Linked DNA regions of Sus scrofa: regions 2 and 3 are each linked to region 1. The links are chromatin contacts, called in public HiChIP or PLAC-seq and promoter capture Hi-C maps. All regions are on one chromosome and are shown on one strand. Each heading gives the region's core, a stretch centred on a gene start, on an enhancer-like site or on the middle of the called end of the contact. The rest is flanking DNA. Distances are from core to core; before and after follow the strand shown.

Evidence for each region. Promoter capture Hi-C pulls out the DNA fragments that hold promoters and counts their contacts. HiChIP or PLAC-seq counts read pairs in DNA pulled down with a chosen protein or histone mark.
Region 2: a contact with region 1 is called in a promoter capture Hi-C map of liver, with 5 times the contacts expected there. The contact joins the promoter of MED4 here to the promoter of FNDC3A in region 1. A contact is called at or near these places in 2 of 5 promoter capture datasets (fetal liver and liver) and 1 of 2 datasets of contacts at active chromatin or transcription factors (alveolar macrophages).
Region 3: an H3K27ac HiChIP or PLAC-seq map of alveolar macrophages shows a contact between it and region 1. The contact joins the promoter of ITM2B here to the promoter of FNDC3A in region 1. A contact is called at or near these places in 1 of 5 promoter capture datasets (liver) and 1 of 2 datasets of contacts at active chromatin or transcription factors (alveolar macrophages).

What each region holds. Positions count from the first base shown.
Region 1 is chr11:18,755,511-18,759,730 of Sscrofa11.1, forward strand. It overlaps FNDC3A (fibronectin type-III domain-containing protein 3A), which reads right to left and starts at 2,232. Exons shown (of 26, transcript XM_021065328.1): 1 at 2,105-2,232.
Region 2 is chr11:19,549,981-19,554,200 of Sscrofa11.1, forward strand. It overlaps MED4 (mediator of RNA polymerase II transcription subunit 4), which reads left to right and starts at 1,878. Exons shown (of 7, transcript XM_013978727.2): 1 at 1,878-2,053. The coding sequence starts at 1,926.
Region 3 is chr11:19,375,325-19,379,544 of Sscrofa11.1, forward strand. It overlaps ITM2B (integral membrane protein 2B), which reads right to left and starts at 2,375. Exons shown (of 6, transcript NM_001042375.1): 1 at 2,259-2,375. The coding sequence starts at 2,375.

The DNA of each region.
Region 1 (4,220 bases), core at 982-3,481:
GGCATATGTTTAGCACTAGTGCTGCTAATATCATGGTGATAAAATATTATAGTAACAGTTCAACTTTTGTTATTTCATTCTTATAATACAGAAAAAACAGATCAACTTTGCTTTCAAGAACTAAAAACACAGACCACAAGAAGCAAAATAACTATGCTGCTGTTTTAAAAGTCCACAGTCTACACATACGTGAGGATAATACAGTTAAAAAAAAATTCTGTCAGCCTGGTATTCTTAGTTAATAGATGCTTAGACACAAAGGTGTCCAAAGGAACTTGCATGAAATTTCACAAAAGAAAATCTCGGATTTTCGATTCTTAGCACCCCAGTAACCATTATACCTCCTCCTCCCACACACACACACATACACACACACACACACACACACACACACACAAATCCTCAAGGCTTCTAACGCTAACAGTAAATAAAAGAACGATTAACGACTACATTAATTAAAACCGCCGTCGTTCTGCCCGCGATTTTATGGCTAAATTATGTGTTCATTTTCCTTTACCTAACGCATGACGTCCTTCCACAGCCGTGTCAAAAGTTCAAAGATCCAGGTTGTTAAACAGGGCGAGGACTGCGGCCAGGAGTCCACCCCCGGCTGAACAGGTGGCTAACTCCGCCGGCTGGAGGAACAGCCAGGTACTGGCACCAGCCAAACAAGATCAAACACACAGGGGCGGGTTTCGAGGTTTTAACCCCAACGGGAGCGGGGGAAACTCTTCGGAGGAGCGTTCAAGTTCGGCGGCTGCCGCGCAGCCAAAGCCGAAGCGCGGCGGCCTCTCGGCGATCCTCCCGGGAGGGCTCCGCACTCGACCCCCGCGCCGCCCGCAGCGGCGCAGCTCGCCGCGGGCCGCGGGCCAGGGGGCCAGGGGGGCGGAGGGAGGGCCGAGGGAGGGCCGCCCGCGCCCCTGCGCCGCCTCCTCGGGCTGGTGGCCGGGCCGCAGCCGCGCCCCCGCGAGCGCCTCCCGGCGAGACTCGGACCCGGCAGGTGCCCCACGAGCGGACGAGTCTCGCCCGCGGCCCACTCCCGTCGGCCCAGCGCGCGCCCACAGGACGGGGTGGGCCGGGCCCCTCGACGGGCCCGAGCCCCGCTCGGCGTCCCGGCCGCTCAGATCCAGCCTAACGGTTTCCCAGGTGCCTGCTCCGGGGCGGGACGGAACCCGGACCCGGACCGGAGCCGGGACGGCGTGGTCTCCCCCGCCTTTCCCGAAGGGAGCGCCCGCGCTCTCACCTCCGAGTCCAGCCGCTCTGAGGCGGAGGAAGGCGGCTACCCCGGCGCCTCTTCTTCGGGTTCCTGATCGTTCTCGCTCTACCTCAGCAGCAGAGCCAGCTCTCGGCGCCGCCGCGGCCGCCGGCGCACTGACTGTTGGGGTGGTTTCCCGGCAGTGACGGCGCCGCCTCAGCCCCGCTCTTCGCTCCCTCTCCGCGTAGCTCCCGCTTTCTGTTTCACCCGAGGGACCACGAACGCCGCCGCCGCCATGCTTACTACGGAGCCGGGAGGAGGAGCCCGGAGTCTGCGCGCCGAGTGCGGCTGCGCGAGTCCCGCCGACGGCGCCTCCAGCCGGCCGGGTCCCCCCGGTGCCCGCCTCAGGCCGGCCGCCCCGCGGGTCTCTCCCGGGAGCGCGAGGACGCCGCGGAGCCGCGGGTGCGGGACGACCGCGTACCCCTCACTGCTGCCGCAGCGCCCACCGCGCTCCCGGGGCTCCGGGCTCTCTCCAGAGGCCCGGCAGCGCCCGGGTCGTCGTAGTCTCCGCCGCGGCCAGGCTGGGAGCGACACTGGGGAAATGAGTTAATTGATGTTCTGGGGACCACTCACACAATTCTCAGTCACAATTATAAAAAGCTCACCCTGAGGCGCGCCGGGTCAGCCTCTTTCCGAAAGCACAAAACTTAACGCCGGCAGGTGCTTTTAAAGACACTCCCCCAAGGAACAGGAAGCCAACCGAAGTGGGCTTGGATGTTTTCAATCCCAAACACTTAGAGCCCGAGATCTCCGCAGCCAGAGGAAATGTTTAGAAATTTACTTCAGTTGAAAAAGTGAGGGTTAATTTCTCGGTCTCGTCCCCACTCAAATCGCGCGGAAACCCATTACCTTCGTTTGTACAACAGCCCGAAGATTAACAAGTGAACGCAGCCGAGATTTCCTTGCACCTCCAGCAACTGGGGGCGCTGCAATAATGTCTGAGGGCTGGTCAGGGCTGCTTCCTTTTGCGGTTTCCACTTGGAGGACTTGGGATGGGGATAGGCCTTGGGATCGAGAGTCCAACTTCAGGAACTGTCCCTTCAAAAACAATTGACCGATGTAACCAGGCTCCTTGCTCTGGCTTTATTTCAGTTCATTAATTGCGCTGCCTTTAAAAACAGCAGTGCTTTTATTTTCACCTTTTCACAGAAATCCTTTTAAAATGCGCATATTCCTTATCTTAAGAAATACAATGGTTAATGAAATCCTTTGTTGATGAGTGACGGTCAAACGGTCAAACGCGATACCTTGGCCCTATGTTTAAGTCCCAAGGGATTGCGGAGGTATCGAGATCTTTACTTAGGTAATCTCTTTTTTCTCTTTGGAATGTTCTCATCACCTTTTCTAATATCTGTCGCTGCTTCTCATCTCAATTGCCTCTTGATCCACTCATAACCTTCCTCTCATCCTTTCAACTTTACTGTTTGTTTTTTACTCTTTTCTCCTTTCTTGACTGCTTTTCTCTATGGCTCTGGGTGATAATTGATCAGATGTTTATATCCACAGCCAGCCAATGAGAGATTTCTTTTCTTCCCAAGAGTAAATAGGATGGTGATTCTATATACCAAGTGGTACCTAGAGATATTTTCTTTGCTGTTCACTTTCAAAAGTTCTTTTCCTTGCAGAGGTGTTTCCTTTTCTTAACTTCCAGATCTGGCCCTCTTCCAGACAAAATTCCTGGAAAGCTGATCCCTGAGTAATTGAAGCATAACCATATACTGTTTTAAAATATGAAGATTTATCAGAATGTGGGTGAGTTGGGTGGCTTTTCCATATTGCTGCCCCAGCTCTCTTTGGTTAGAGATTAAGCTATTGGTTTCCAAACTTGACCCTGAGCTGATCATTTTCAAAATTTCTGACTTGGCTGCTTTTAATAAAGATAGAATCTTGCAATCCAGCCCTCAAGATTTTGATTCCTTTGGGGATAAGTAGGACTAAGAAATGGCATTTTTCTAAAAAAATTATATTTTGGGCTTATACATATAAGCACAACAAGAAAAAAACAGCTTTTTTGAAAGAGACTAAGACAATTCAAGAATATCATTGAAGTAGACCTAGATTAGTCAACAATGTGCAATACTGTAAGGTTGAGTCAAGCAAGAACTGGGGAATTTATGTTCTGTGGAGAGAATGAATCACACACATAAATAACCTTCACAAGGGCACCAGTATGAATTCTCTGGGAATCCAAAGAGGGACAAGAATTTACATTGACTTTGAACAAGTCACTTCTCAGAGCTTCATTTTTCTTACCAATAAAATAAGGGTTCTTTTCAATCCTTACTTTTCTTGAGCTCTTGATAATACCCAACACTTTAACCACTTATTTCCTTGAATGATTCTTCTTCCTTTGGCACTATGCCCTCTCAGTACTGCTTCTCTAATTCCCTTGCCGATTCCTTCTCCTCTCTGGCTATTAAATATAGAACTCACAATTCAGTCTAGTTTCTTTTCTGTTTTCATTGTAATCTCTTGGCCTAAACATCATCACCCACCCCAATGGCTTTAGTTATCATCTATATTTTGATGATTTCCATGTATGTGTCTCTAGCCTAGACCCTTACCCTAAATCCCAAATCTGATACCAACAACTTCATAGACATGTTCACTTAAAGTCTCAAAGTTAGAAAGTTAAGTCCAACTTAGTTCATAAACTCTCTTTGTTTTCCTTCCCCCATCTATGCAGCTGTTAAAATCAAACAGGTAGTAGTTATCCCTGATGTCTCCTTCACCCTCATTCACCATATTCATTGCAGCACCAAGTCCTAGCGATTTTGTCTTCACAAATCTCTCAAGTTGGTCCACTTCTTTCCAATAGCCATCAATTTAATTTGGTCTCACTGCATGCAATCTGAACCTTCCACGTATTCTCCATTTTGCAGCTGAAACAATCTTTCTAAGGGCAAGTAAGACTATGCCATATCTCACACACACACACACACACACACACACACACACACACACA
Region 2 (4,220 bases), core at 628-3,127, 790 kb after region 1:
TTTTTTTTTTTTTTTTTCTTTTTGCCATTTTTCTTGGGCCGCTCCCGCGGCATATGGAGGTTCCCAGGCTCGGGGTCGAATCGGAGCTGTAGCCGCCAGCCTATGCCAGAGCCACAGCAACGTGGGATCCAAACCGCATCTGCCACCTACACCACAGCTCATGGCAATGCCAGATCCTTAACCCACTGAGCGAGGCCAGGGATCGAACCCGCAACCTCATGGTTCCTAGTCGGATTCGTCAACCACTGAGCCACCATGGGAACTCCTGAATATTCCATTTTTTGGTTGAAGATGCCATAAATATTTGAAGTTGCTTTTAAGAATCTTTGGGAGGGAGTTCCTGTCATGGTGCAGCAGAAATGAATCCAACTAGGAACCATGAGGTTGCAGGTTTGATCCCTGGCCTTGCTCAGTGGGTTAAGAATCTGGTGTTGTCGTGAGATGATGTGTAGGTGGCAGACGCAGCTCGAATCTGATGTGGTATAGGCTGGCAGTTACCAATTGGACCCCTAGCCTGGGAGCCTCCATATGCCATGGGTGCGGCCCTAAAAAGCAAAGAAAAAAAAAAAAAAGAATCTTCAGGAGACTATGGACAGAAATCATTGAAAATAAGATTTTACCAATTAGAGGCAAAACTATAGATAACTACAGTTTGTTTTCAGTTTCTGATGATTTCAGCACCTCTGTCAACAACAAATCCAATAATAGTTATTGGGACTCACCGTGTTTCAGACAGTATTCTGAGACTGGGGCTAGGTCTTTGAGAAGTTCCAAGAGACTCTGCCCTCATGGAGTTTATATCCTAGTGGAGGAGACAATTAGCAGAGCACACATCAACTGACTTAGGTGAAATGTTAGAAGATGACAAATGCTGTAGGAAAAAATGAAGAGCTGGGTAAAGGTGGCGGAAGGTGGAGGTGAGACGGCAGTTGTAAACAAGGTGGCCAGGGTGGGGGTCCCGAAGAAAGTGCAGTTTGTGTCCCAAGAGCAGATGGCCTTGTGACTTTCTGGGGGGCAACCCATGAAGGCAGGGAGAACAGCAGTGCCAATGCCCTAAGGCAGGAGCGTCCTGGTGCTTGAGAACCAGAATGACTGGAGCCGAATGAATGAAGGGGTGTGACTACAGAAAGGCCAGAGGATGCTGGTGTTGGTAGCACAACAATATGAATATACCTAATTCCAGTGAATTGTACACTTACACACCATTAACACAGTAATTTTATGCTGAATGCATGTGACCACAGAAAAAAAAAATTAAAGAAAATAAGGATTACATTTCCTGTCCTAAAGAGCTCACAGCCTCCCTGAGAGCCCGAACAGAGGGTGGAAATAGCATTATGGGAACGCAGACTAAACAGCGATAAATCCGGTAGGTCCCCGGCCCATTGCTCAAAGACACTGACACAAGATGCAGGCCATTATGTAATTCCCACAAATGCCCTTGAGCAGGAGTTCCCACTGTGGCACAGCCCAACACTATTAGGGGCATCTCTGCAGCACTGGGACGCGGGTTTGATCCCCAGCTGGCACAGTGGGTTAAAGGATCCAGCGATTGGTAGGTCACAAATGTATCTGGGATTTGATCCTTGGCCCAGGAACTCCGTATGCCCGCGAGGCGGCCAAAAAAAAGGAAAAAACAAACAAACAAACTCCACTGAGCAGCTGCTTGAATAAGCTAAGGTGCTGGAAACCTGACCGCGTTGGGCCCCCAGTTCTGGGTTTGGCCCTCGCTCGCGGGTTGGACCCAAGAAGCCCTCACTAGCCCAGCAGATGGCGCCGGCGCCTGCAAGACACCTCCAGGCGCGCAGGGGGCGCTCTGGCCCAGGCTCTCTACCTCGCCTCTGTGACCCTTCCTTCCGCCCGCGGACCGACACTCTTCCTTAGAGCGCAGCTGCGCACGCGCCGGCTGTTAGTGTGTCGGGAGGATGGCGGCGTCTTCGAGCGGCGAGAAGGAGAAGGAGCGGTCGGGCGGCGGCGGTTTGGGAGCGGCGAGCGGCAACAGCACTCGCGAGCGGCTGCTTTCTGCGCTGGAAGACCTAGAGGTCTTGTCCAGGTGAGGCCGTCGCCTGGGGGCCTGGCTGGAGCTGGGCCGGGAGCATTGACTCAGGCTGGTTCCTGGGTCTCGGCGGGGAGGGCCGCACTCCGGGACTGCGGCGCGCGCTTCGGAGGCAGTGCGCGAGGGTCGTGGACGTAGGCCCGCAACCCTCGGGGACTCGCCGGCATTCCCGCCCCACCCCCATAGAGGACATTTTAATACTGCCAGTGACTCTGGAACCCCAGACTCTCAGAATCGTAGGGACCTTAGAGGTCGCCGGGAGAGTCGCTTCGTCCACCGGCCTTCGACAGACATGTAAGGAGCTCCTCCCGCCGGTCCCGCGCTGGGAGACGGTCCTGAGGGAGACTAGATACTGACGTAGACGAGCCCAGTGTCCGGGGTAGACAGACGTGTAAACAGTAACTGTGGCGCGGAGCCTGTTTGGATTGGAGGCTGCTGCAGCAGGGGCGCTAGGCGTCTGTCCCCCTTGTCGTCAGGGCAGGCTCCCTGGAGAAACGAATGCACTCTCTAGAGGAAGTTAATTCAGACTCTTTAGCTTAGAATGTCCAGCAAGGGCATTCATCCTGTTAATCCATCCTGTTGTCGCTGCACTTCTCAGCCCTCCAGTAATATCCTTTATTCCAGCCTCGGTGAACTGCTTCCCAGCTTCCTTTTCTTCAGTGCGTTTCCACTCCACCTCCAACCTGATTCATTTATCCTCCAGAATCCTGTTCAAGTGTCCCTTTTTCTGTAATCAACATTCTAAATCTTACTATATACAGGCACACCTTGTTACACTTTATTGCACTTTGCACATATTGCATTTTTTACAAATTGAAGGTTTGTGACAACCATGTGTCAATCAGGTCTGTTGGTACCATTTTTCCGTCAGCATTATTTTTAAATTAATGCTGTTTTCTTTAATGTATAATTGTTTTTTAGACATAATGCCATGGCACACTTAATAGACTACGGTATAGTGTAAACATAACTTTTATATGCACTGAAAAACCAAAAACTGAGTCACTTTATTGTGGTAGTCACATCATTGCATTGATGTGGAAAACTGAACCTGAAGTATCTCTGAGGTATGTCTGTAATTGTATTATCTGATCTACTAATAATTACATTTTTATCTTTGCTGTGAGTTCAGGCCTTGCCATACATGGCAAGCATTACTTACCAGATTCCTTGGTCAATGTGATACCAAATGATGTTTTAATATACTAAGTAACCTGATGCTAAAAATGTAAAAACACATAGACACCGGAAGTTAAATAGCTTATGTGTTTAATTCACTGTTTAGGCTATTAGATTGAAATACCTTGTAGTGACAAAAAGGACACGTGGAATTTTGGCGTCAGTACAGTGAACAAGGAACTCATGGGCATAAGACAGCAATCTTAATGTTTCCTCTGTGTAAATGTTCACACAGATTAATTCATGTGCTATTTCCTTCATGTTGATTCACTTCCTGGCTTGTGGAGAATTTGTCAGCTTCTTTAGTTAATCCTATCAGATGAATATCAGCATGATTTCTTAGTAAAAAGACCTTGGCGAGACTGAGTTCTCCGAGTATGAGGTTTTCAGTTAAATTATTCAAGTATCCGAGTTCCTGTCGTGACGCAGAGGAAAGGAATCTGACTATGAACCATGAGGTTGCGGGTTCGATCCCTGGCCTCCTCAGTGGGTTAAGGATCTGGTGTTGCCGTGAGCTGTGGTGTAGGTCGAATACATGGCTCAGATCCTGGTTGCTGTGGCTGTGGTGTAGGCCAGCGGCTACAGCTCTGATTCGACCCCTAGCCTGGGAACCTCCACATGCTGCAGGTGTGGCCCTAAAAAAACAAAAAATAAATAAATAGATAGGACCAACTGTCAGATGATGAGTGTAAAATTAGTCAAGTAAAAAATGTTCCTTATAATTTCTTCGTTTTGACCAACTATGTGATGTAGGTGGTAGCAATTAATTTTTCTATGAATATGTTGACTTTGTGAAGAAGTGATACCTCTTTTGGGAAGTAGTGGATGCTGGGTTTTGAGTAGAAATTGAAATTTGAAATATGATAATTTTAAATCTTTGCCTTGGTTTATTCGGTGAACTGTTACTTCTCACCCTTCTAATCTGGAACCCAGTAAATTCATTTCTTTTCTCTGCTTTACTTGCAGAGTAACCGTAGTATATATT
Region 3 (4,220 bases), core at 1,125-3,624, 620 kb after region 1:
GGCAAACACAGGAAGGCTGATTCTGTGCAGAACTCAGAGACTAACTCAGCGGTTACCATATCGTCACCCCAAAGAACCAGAGAACATTATGTAATCACGGCCCAGGATCTCAGATGAAGAGATGGCAAATTCTTTCATGACCGTCTGTTATTAAGGTCTTCATTTACTGTTAAGATACTGATTATAAGGATTCCACTTTTAATGCAGAGCACTATTTTGTCACTCACTGAAGAAATCTTTGAGCGTATAGCTAGAAAAAGATTTCGTCATTGCATTATCTGCCAAATCCATCCACGACTGCTATGTGGTTATAAAGGAAGGAAGACTCGGGCTCTCACAGCTTAATTCCAATATTTTAATTTGGATATGGAGATCTGGGAAAACAAAGCACGGAGCTATGAATGGTTACTCTTACTGCTGCTCTGACCATAATATTTGGATACGGTGGAACTTTGAGAAATTTTGAAAATGTGCAGTCCCCATTTCAGAAATGATAGAAAATGTGAAAAGTCACATTTAAAGCTGTCCAGTAAATTAACTCTGATTTCAGTTCAGAGTGTCAAATCTCCTTCACTACAGGACAGGGAAAAGCTTTCTGAAGTAACACCATCCGATGCTTTCTCTATTTTTTAAATGGGAGGAGTTATATATGTTTATAGGATTTTTGAAAAGATGGACAAAGGATTAAAATCTACCTAATCTCTATATATATAAGTATTTCAGTCTGTTATGACCAGGCACTTGACCACCTATCTATTTTAGGTACAATGAATGTTAGATAAACATAGAGCTAAGATAATAATTTGCTGCAGGAATTATCCTCTGTGGATTCCAAACATTTTCTCTTAAGACCAGGACTATTTGCAATGGATTCAGGAAAACAATACCAATACCAAAACTCTTAATCCTTTTAGGGAATCAGTCCACTTCCTATTTCAGGGCAAGGCAGTCATTTAAAACTCAACTCCTCGTGTTTGTGTTTTTAACTAGAATATTTCCAAAAAATGAGTACAGGCACGTCCAAACCAACATGTTATTTTTCACACACTTTCTTACAGTGTGTTTTCCTTTGAATAGCAGTAATTTTCATCAGACCATATAAAAAATGCTTATTACTCATACCTGCACAAACTATTTTTTTAAAGGTAAAACTCAGTTTTAACTTAGTTAAAACACCCTACTTATAACAGGTCTGGAAAAATGCTAACGAAAAATTCAGAAATAAACGATGCAACCTAAATAACTTCTACAATTAATTTCTCTAGGATTAAATTTTAGCAGCCTAAAAGATCTGGTAGAAAGAGGCTGTGAGGCTTTCCTATTTAACTTCTGCGACAATTACCATCATGTCTCAAATGATATTGTAAGCACTAAAACTTAGCACAATTACGGTTCCTTTCGTCATTTTTGCTTAGGGCTAAAAGAGAGATTTTTCTAAAATTAAGGACCATTTAAAAAGGGACATAGGACAAGTTTCTTAACGTTTAGTTTCACTTAGCGTAAGGGGTTCTCGTAAAGATACTGATATAATTTAAAATTAATTGTCGGTTTTGCACTAACATCCACATGGTAATTACTGATCTTCACCGGGCATATGTGCTTTAATTATAAATTAACAGCCAGAACCAACTGAGCAGACCGTCACCTTGCTTTCTCCCCTCACCCGCTCCCTTGCCCCGTCTCCGGACCCCACCGTGAACTTCGTCTGCCAGTACCGAAAGGCCGTGGGAAATGAGAAGGTGAAGAAGAAAAGGCTTTTAAAATTAAGAGGCTTACAGGAGCCAGACTTAGTCCAAGGGCTGTTTAGCCTGGAAACGAAAGTAAGAAGCAAGAGAGGTTTAGGCTTGTTATGATGTCAGCCATTTTAGACACATTATTTATACTGGGAGGAAGTGCCAAACTCTGTTGTTGTTTTTGTTGTTTTGCATGTCGTCGCTGGGCTCCAGGTCCACCGAACCCAGTCCCGGCCCCACGCACATTCCCCGACTGCACCAACGACCGTGCACTCGGCACAGTTCTCCAACGGGCCTCCTCGCTCCAGGCCTCCCCCAAGCCCCCGCTCCCGGCTCCGCTTTCTGCACACGCACTTTCTCACAAAGAAGCTGCGCCGGACAAGAAAGGGGAGCAGCCTGCGAAAAAGGAGAGGTCGGCCCTCTCGGGGAGCCTGTCCCGCGCCTCCTCGGGCGCAGAGCCGCCCCGGCCCCACCAGCTCTCCCCGCGGGCCCAGCGCCCTCTCCCCCGAGCCCTGGCCCTCGGACCTTGCAGTCCACCGCGACGGTGTCGGGGGGGATGATGAGCGCCTCCTCTCCGCTCTTGGGCTCGTCCTTCTTGGCCTCCTTCTGGGCCAGAGCCGAGTTGAACGTCACCTTCACCATGGCGCGGCCTGGGGCGCCCTCGGCGGCGGCTGCGGGCTCGGGCGCGGGCTGCGGGCTCCTGCTACGGCTGCAGCCTCCTCGGCAGGGCTCCGAACGCGGCTCAGCAGCAACCGGAGACAAGCAGCTCCGCAGCGACAGAGGTGGCTACTGCTGCAGGGTTACTGAAGCCTCGCAGCTCCCAGGCGAGGGCGGCGACGGCTCGCTCGGCCCCCCTCCCCCGAAGGCGGGGCCAGAGGCGGGCAAACCGGGAGGGGGGCACAGGGGGCGGGGTCGGAGGCGGGCCGGGCGGGGTCGAGCAGGCCGACCCGACGTGCAGATGTGTTGGGGAGTCTGACCCTGGGTGGAAGGAGGGATCCGGCTGGGAAGGAAGGGGTCCTTCTGCGTGCGGGCGTGAGTTTTGCAGTTCTGAATTCGTTTCCAATCAGTTTGCCACTGAGCACAAGGTTGCAGCTTTGGAGCAAAAGCAGGTGAACTTTCCTGGGTGCGCCGCGGACAATGGATTAACCTCTGGCAGCAGCAGCCCACCATTCCCTGCCTGGTGTCAACCAGGAATCGAAAGGCCGTGGAATTTGGGGGCGTTTACACCTCCATTTTCTCACTTTATTATGGAACCGGCTCAGTGGAGCAAAGAAATGTTGAATTCGCTCTATCCAAGTGATCTGACTACTTTATCTTCCCGGACCTCACCCAAGGGCGTTACTCTACTCAGACTTGCCTTTTCTTCTCCACCCTCCACCCCACCTCACCCCCGCCCCTCACCCCTCGCCCCCCGCCCTCGCAAGGTCAGTGGCTGCCCTGCCTAGTCCCAGAGCAGTTCGGAGGAAGACTCTTGGCAGATTTGTGTTTCATACATCTCAGATTTCGGAAACAAAATGTTCCCTACTTGTGTCGACTTGGACAAAACCCACATGCACACAAGGCTGATTTGTGATTCATATTTGATGATGAGTCTTTTGTAGCTTTCTGCAAAATTTAAAAAATCTTATGGATAATGCAGAGTTATGTTTGGAAGAGATTTCGTTTGCAACTAATTGGAGAGAGGATTCTGGCTCGCACTGTTACTGGGTTAATGACTGTGTCAACAGATGGCTCTTTGGATAAATGGTTGATCTTGTACCCTTTTTCCACCCGCCTCTGTCCTGGTTCAACCCTGGATGTGGGTGTACCCTAGAATGTTTCAGCTGCGTCAGCTCTTCCCTGAGTCAACCATGAAAAAAGTAGACTGAGTCTGAGGTTCTGGGGGATTTGGCTCTGCTCAAGGAGGGGGTTAGGTCTCTTAGTCTCTGCATAGAATCAGATCACCATTCCCTGCAAAACATTCCAAGTTCCCAGAATCTCAGATCATAGTAACCCAGCCCAAACCTTGAGTCTGCGGTAGGCATTCCAAAATTTGAGTGAAAATGAATTAAATGTTCAATTGCAAATAGTAAGATTTAGGTTCCAGTCCTGCTGAGTTCTGACCCTAAAGAGCCGTATGACTTGCAGCCACTTATTTAGACGCTCTGGGCCTCCCTTATCCAGAGATCAACTCTGTGGGGTTGATTCTGTGAACTGGCATAGTCTCATAGATTTCCTGAGACATTCCAGTTGAAGACCAAGAAATTCTTGAAGCAAGATCTGGAGGGGAGTTCCCGTTGTGGCTCAGTGGTTAACGAATCCGACTAGGAACCATGACGTTTAGGGTTTGATCCCTGGCCTTGCTCAGTGGGTTAAGGATCCGGCATTGCTGTGAGCTGTGCTGTAGGTTGCAGAGTCGGCTTGGATCCCAAGTTGCTGTGGCTCTGGTGTAGGCCAGCAGCTACAGCTCTGATTCAACCCCCAGCCTGGGAACCTCCATGTGCCGCG